Regions from separate parts of the Mus musculus genome. Here region 2 is linked to region 1. Evidence: chromatin contacts called from public HiChIP or PLAC-seq data. All regions are on one chromosome and are shown on one strand. Each heading gives the region's core, a stretch centred on a gene start, on an enhancer-like site or on the middle of the called end of the contact. The rest is flanking DNA. Distances are from core to core; before and after follow the strand shown. Region 1 has its middle 29 kb from the start of Gm5079. Region 2 overlaps Scml4 (Scm polycomb group protein like 4).

Region 1 (2,759 bases), core at 187-2,686:
TATTGGCTCCCGCCTCCACATTCCTGCCCAGTTTGAGTTCCCACCCTGACTTCCCTTGGTGATGAACTGTGATGTGGCAGATGAAAAGCAAAACCAATCCAAATGCTTATCTTCCCCAAGTTGCTTGCCTTTGTTAGGGTTTCACTGCTGTGAAAAGACACCGTGACCAAGGCTACTCTTATAAAAGAAAACATTTAATTGGGGTTTGGCTTACAGTTTAAGAAGTTCAATCCATTATCATCATGGCAGGAAACATGGCAGTGTGCAGGCAGACATGGTGCTGGAGGAGCCGAGAGTTCTATGTCTAGATCTGAAGGCAGCCAGGAGAGGACTATCTTTTATAGGCTAGGAGGGGGGGGGGTCTGTCTTTTCCTAACTGGGTAGAACTTGGGCATAGGACCACAAAACCCACCCCTACTCTTCCTCCAACAAAGCCACACCCACTCAAACAAGGCCACACCTCCTAATGGTGTCACGTCCAATAGGCCAAGCATATTCAACCCATAACATTGCTCTTCCATGGTGTTTATTGTAGCAATGGAAACCTAACTGCAGCCTCTGGGCACAACTCTTATATGTGTCTACTCTTCTACCACAAAGACAGGGAGCCGAGTGTTGAGATCAACTAGCCAATGTCTGTTTGTGGTGTAGATTTGGCTACTGCATGGATAAACTCTATTAAACAGACAAAAATTTCAGAATTTACTTCACCTTGAATATTTGTATCTGATTCACGGACATCTGTGACTCCCTGAGAAGTAAACTTTTTCACAACCAGAGTTGTGCAACAGAGAGATAAGCCAGCTGCTCAGGGAGGGAACTCCCTATGATGGGAAGAAGCCAAGCAGAGAGCTTCGCTAGACTGTAGGGAAGGCGGTCCAACCCTGGGTGGGGAGGCAGAGACATCACACGATTTTAGGCTGCTTCCTTTTGTGGTGAAAGTAGCCTTTGATAGTTCACGGCTGCAGGAAAATGACGCCATGTCTCATTTCATGGTTTGAAGAAGCATGTTGTTGGTTCGTTCCCGTGCCGGACCCACTGGTAGACTACTTTTCTGCCTCAGCGCCGTGGCGCGGGCCATGTGGTCAAGTAGGTGACAGAGCAAGCCTGAGTGGTTCATGGATATGTTTAGAGAGAAAGATGCTGCTGTCCCCACACTATCAAGAATCGCCATTCTGTCACTGCCAAGCCAGTTCTCCGCCCTCTTCTTCTTTGTCATCTTCCTGTTCTGCCATCCTGTGTCACAGTATCAACTCCTGGTCCCAATGGCAGCTGGCCTGGGAAACGGTGTCTTGGTAAGTGTGCCAAGAAGCCCAAGGTCTCAGGTAGGAAGTCTAGCAGGTTGGCCAGGGGCACAGCTTAGGGAAATGTACAGCTGGCTGCGTAGCACAGCGTCTCCAGACCAGTGTGTGCTCGTAAGTGCAGCACTTGGTGCAGTCTTGTGTGCTGACTGTACTGTAGCCACAGAGGAAGTTACCACAGGAAGTGTCCCAGCTGTTGCTTATTAGCATTAAAACAAAATTACACAAAGCAAATTGTTAGCAGACATGTTGCCCTAATCTTTAACTGGTGGCAGTAAATAAGAGTGATCCTCTTTCAAGTAAATACTAGATTTCCAAAAACCCAGCTTCCAATTGTCCGTGAAGGAATCCTGTGGGATGAGGCTAACTAAGCCTTGGAGGGAGAGACACAAAGGGGCTGCGGCTCCAGCATCCCTAGCTCTGCAGAGCCCAGAGTGGGCTCCCGGGCAGCTGGTGCTAACTTGGCAATATGGAAGGACGCAGGACCGTTGGTGCCTCTGGACATCTGGACATCTGCTGGATTCCCCCAGGGGCTCCCAGTCTGGACCTCTCATGGAACAGAGCAAAATCATGTGGCAACACACAAGCAGAGCAGGGACTCAGCTCTGAGTGTGTTTATGTAAAAAACAAAAGCAAAAAACCAAAACATGTCTTTATCCATGATCTAAACAGTTCGAGCCTGCCTCCACTGGGGAAAGTGGGGTAGGTTATCTTTTGAGTGCATATCCCGTTACTTATGCACTGGGATAGCTCTCCAGGTATCCTCTCTCTAGAATAGTTCTCAGGGAGAGATCAGAAGGTCCTTCAAGACTTTCTAATGATGACTGTGTTCAACAGAACATTGGGTGTTTCTAGTTTTCTTCAGAGATTCAACAAACCCTTCTAAAAGAATATACATTTAATTTTAAACCCATTTTAATTTAAAGAATTATTCTGTGGCATCATCAGGTTCTGGCTGTCATGGGCAGGGGCGGTGGGCACAAACGGTATTGTACGGTTTTCCTAAGAAGTGTATAATTTTGTTCATCTGGTTTGATTCTCAAACCCTCAGCCCAGCATCTCTTCCCAAGTTATCAATTCTGAGCACAGGTTTTGCTGAGGCGTTCTCTCTGCTCTTTTATTTCTGAAAGGGGAAAAAATTGGCAATCCTGTGGAAGAGAAATAACAGGCCCATGTCCTCCCTGGCAGACATAAGTGAAACGCTTAGGCAGTTGTTCCTGGCCGAGGCCTCTCCAGTAAGGCCTTTCCTGCGGCATCCAGGTCCTCAGGTCCTGACATTTCCACTCAGCTGATTCAGAGGAACAAGTCTAGGCACCAGGACTGTTCTGGTCATCTAGCTGTGCACAGAACAGGCCCTGCTACAATAAGAGGAAATGCCTACACGTAACAGACCATGCCGCACCAGACCATGCCGCGCCTCTGCACTACAAAGCTGGAAAGATATTTGAGAACATGCAA
Region 2 (2,759 bases), core at 137-2,636, 64 kb after region 1:
TGAGAGTTCTGGGAGGGAGAGCGGAATTCTAGGATAGAGTCAGGCGCAGGAAGAGATTCGCCCTGAACTCTGAGGAGACAGATGCATGAAACTTAGGAGAGTAGCTAGCCTTACGACAGCCTCAGACTAGATTTAACGTGATAACTGAGTTACAAGCCCGAGCTTATGGCCTAGGCTTTTATTCACATAGAATTAAGTTTCAGAGTTGTTATTACAGGAACTGGGGTGCAGGTGGGAAAGCCCATGGTTGCAGCTCTGTGTCCGGGTTTAATTGATTTGGACTTTTGAGACAGGGTCTTGCCATGTATCCCTGACTAACCTAGCATTTGCTATCTAGACCAGGATGGCTTTGAATTTGCTATGATCTTTCTGCCACTGTCTTCTGGGTGCTGGTATTACAGGTGTGCTCATCTGGCTCCAACTCCAGAGATTTGAACATCTCAGAGATCTAACAAACGTTCACCAAGTAATTGAATGAGTGGTCTGCTGGGCTGCCCCTCATCCAGGACTCTTCCACTGACCAGCACTGAGGACTCTGGCTCCAGACTGGCCATTCGTTTATTAGTGTTAGTAGTGACCCTGTGCTCAGGACTCCACCTGAGGGGTCTTCAATAATCATGGTCTTGGGCCAGCTACGTTTGACTTAATGTGTAAAAACACTCACAACACAATCCCGACAGCCTGAGTTACCTATACCCCCAGAACCTATAAAAAGATGGAAGGAGAGAACCAACTTCACAAAGTTGTTCTCTGACCTCCAAACACATCCTCATTGCATGCACACATACCCATGGCGTGCACACACACTCATGTACATATACATTCATGCACAATTTTTTAAAAAAGCCATTTCCAAACAAGAAAACTACCCCAGCAAGACATGTCACTACAAGTTTCCAAAGTAGGCCTGCCACAGTTTACCTGCTTCATCTCTGTTAGTTTCTACATGGTTCTGAGGCAAGCATCATTGCCCTCGGACTTAGAAGAGAGGCTCCGATGCCTAGATAGATACCATGAGTCCACCACCATCAGTGCTTACTGATGAGAGAGTTCAGATTAACCCCAGAGCTTGGTACACACACCCGGTCAGCCTTGGAGGGAACCTGTCAGAGTGGCAACATTGCAGGTGGGGCACAAGAAGGGATCCTGACTCCTCTGGCCACTTCTTCCATCTCTGAAAGCTGAAAGGGTGGAAGAAAACCCAATGATTCACAGGACGCCCCTGTGACTTAACGCCTGCGGTAGCTGGAGCTGATGCAGATACTGTGAGGGGTTGCTGAAGAGCAATTGCAGCAAGTGCCAGTAGAAGACACTTGTCTGCCAGGGGACTCTAGGCTCACTGCATCTCTGAACCTGTGTTCTGTAGGGCAGGGCAGGGAACCGCACTTTCCAGGACAGCTGTGGGAGTTCTTGTTTTCAGCCAGCCACCACTTCCTGTTTTGTTCTCTGTTTATACTTTATGTTTAATTTAGAGAAAGTGCTTGTGGTTTGGTTGCTTTGGGTTGTTTCCCGTTCAAGATCTACAAAGAAAGCTTTCTTTTCAAGGTGAGAGAGGGGAGAGAGAGAGAGAGAGAGAGAGAGAGAGAGAGAGAGAGAGAGAGAGAGAGAGAACAGAGCAAGTTTCTTTTCAAATACTTTCCTAGGAAGAATAGTAAAGATTTCCCTGATAAAATGACAAAATTCAAATAGTACCAGTCATAACTCTCCAAATCTGGGATATATTCAACAGTCTCCAGAGTATGTGGCTATCTCAAGGACAGTGCTAGCTAACGTTGGTTGCCAACTTGACACACCCGGGAAGAGGGAACCTCATAACCTCATTCATTACGATGGAATTGCTTCCAACAGATTGGCCTGTGGCCATGTCTCTGGACCATTTTCTTGATTCCATCCCTGGGCAGATGGCCCTGGGTTGTATCAGAGAACAGGCTTAGCAAGCTAGGAGAAGCAAGCCAGTAAGCAACATTCCCTCCATGGCCTCTGGTTCAGTTCCTGCCTCTAGGTTCCTACCTGAGTTCCTGCCCTGACTCCTCTCAGTGATGGAGTACGATATAGAAGTGTAACCAAATAACCACTTTCCTCTCTAAGTTGCATCTGGTCCTGGTGTTTATCACAGCAATAGGAGAGCCAGCTAGGATAAGGACAAATCTCTCTGAAATAACCACCTTCACAATGCCCACATTTCACAGAATTTTGGGCACACTACTGTTTACTCTAAAGTCCAGATGTGTAACTCGGATGTCTTCACAAGACAGTCTTTGAAGAATACCGAGGTATCTCAGGCACTTCTTTAGAACTATAGAATGAGATGTAGCAACTCAGTGTTTGCTCTGGAAGACCTACCACCTCCAGCCAGCATGAGCTGCATATAGCAGTCAGGGGTAAACAGCAAGAACAGTGTGGGATCTCAACCAGTACTGCTGCCTCCCCAGCAATCAGGAAAGCCAACATTCGTAGCCAACATTGTGTAGACAACAGCAACATTAGCAGCAAAGGCAACAGCAACATTAGCAGCAAAGGCAACAGCAAGTGCACAGTTATTTTGAAGTTGACTTTGATTCTCTGTGCTTGGTAGTTGGATTTATCTTCCCCAGTAGTTAGAAACATGCAACAATCACAGGCGCTGCCTTTGATAGGTGGTAAGTAGAGTGACAAAGAGGCTAGTGAGCATTGTCCTGAGCTGGCAATCAAATACATCAGGATTTGTCAGGTCTGTGCTACCAGTATACCACTAGGATCCCAAGGGAGCCCGGCATGAT

What was found. HiChIP or PLAC-seq counts read pairs in DNA pulled down with a chosen protein or histone mark.
Region 2: a BATF HiChIP or PLAC-seq map of CD8 T cells shows a contact between it and region 1, with 6 read pairs. The contact joins two enhancer-like sites. A contact is called at or near these places in 1 of 484 Hi-C or Micro-C datasets (CD4 T cells), 3 of 115 datasets of contacts at active chromatin or transcription factors (CD8 T cells, effector CD8 T cells and embryonic stem cells) and 3 of 9 other capture datasets (adipose tissue, liver and pancreatic islet).

Annotation. Positions count from the first base shown.
Region 1 is chr10:42,960,993-42,963,751 of GRCm38.p6, reverse strand. No RefSeq gene overlaps it. Among named protein-coding and RNA genes, the nearest start is that of Gm5079, 29 kb to the left of the region's middle. Within about 2 kb of position 1,436, at least 124 of the 459 cell types and tissues checked have an H3K27ac peak or open chromatin away from gene starts, as enhancers often do. A contact at or near this core is called in CD8 T cells and effector CD8 T cells, where this site is marked.
Region 2 is chr10:42,896,463-42,899,221 of GRCm38.p6, reverse strand. All of the region lies in intron 1 of Scml4 (Scm polycomb group protein like 4), which reads right to left. Among named protein-coding and RNA genes, the nearest start is that of Gm34006, 29 kb to the right of the region's middle. Within about 2 kb of position 1,386, at least 90 of the 459 cell types and tissues checked have an H3K27ac peak or open chromatin away from gene starts, as enhancers often do. A contact at or near this core is called in CD8 T cells and effector CD8 T cells, where this site is marked.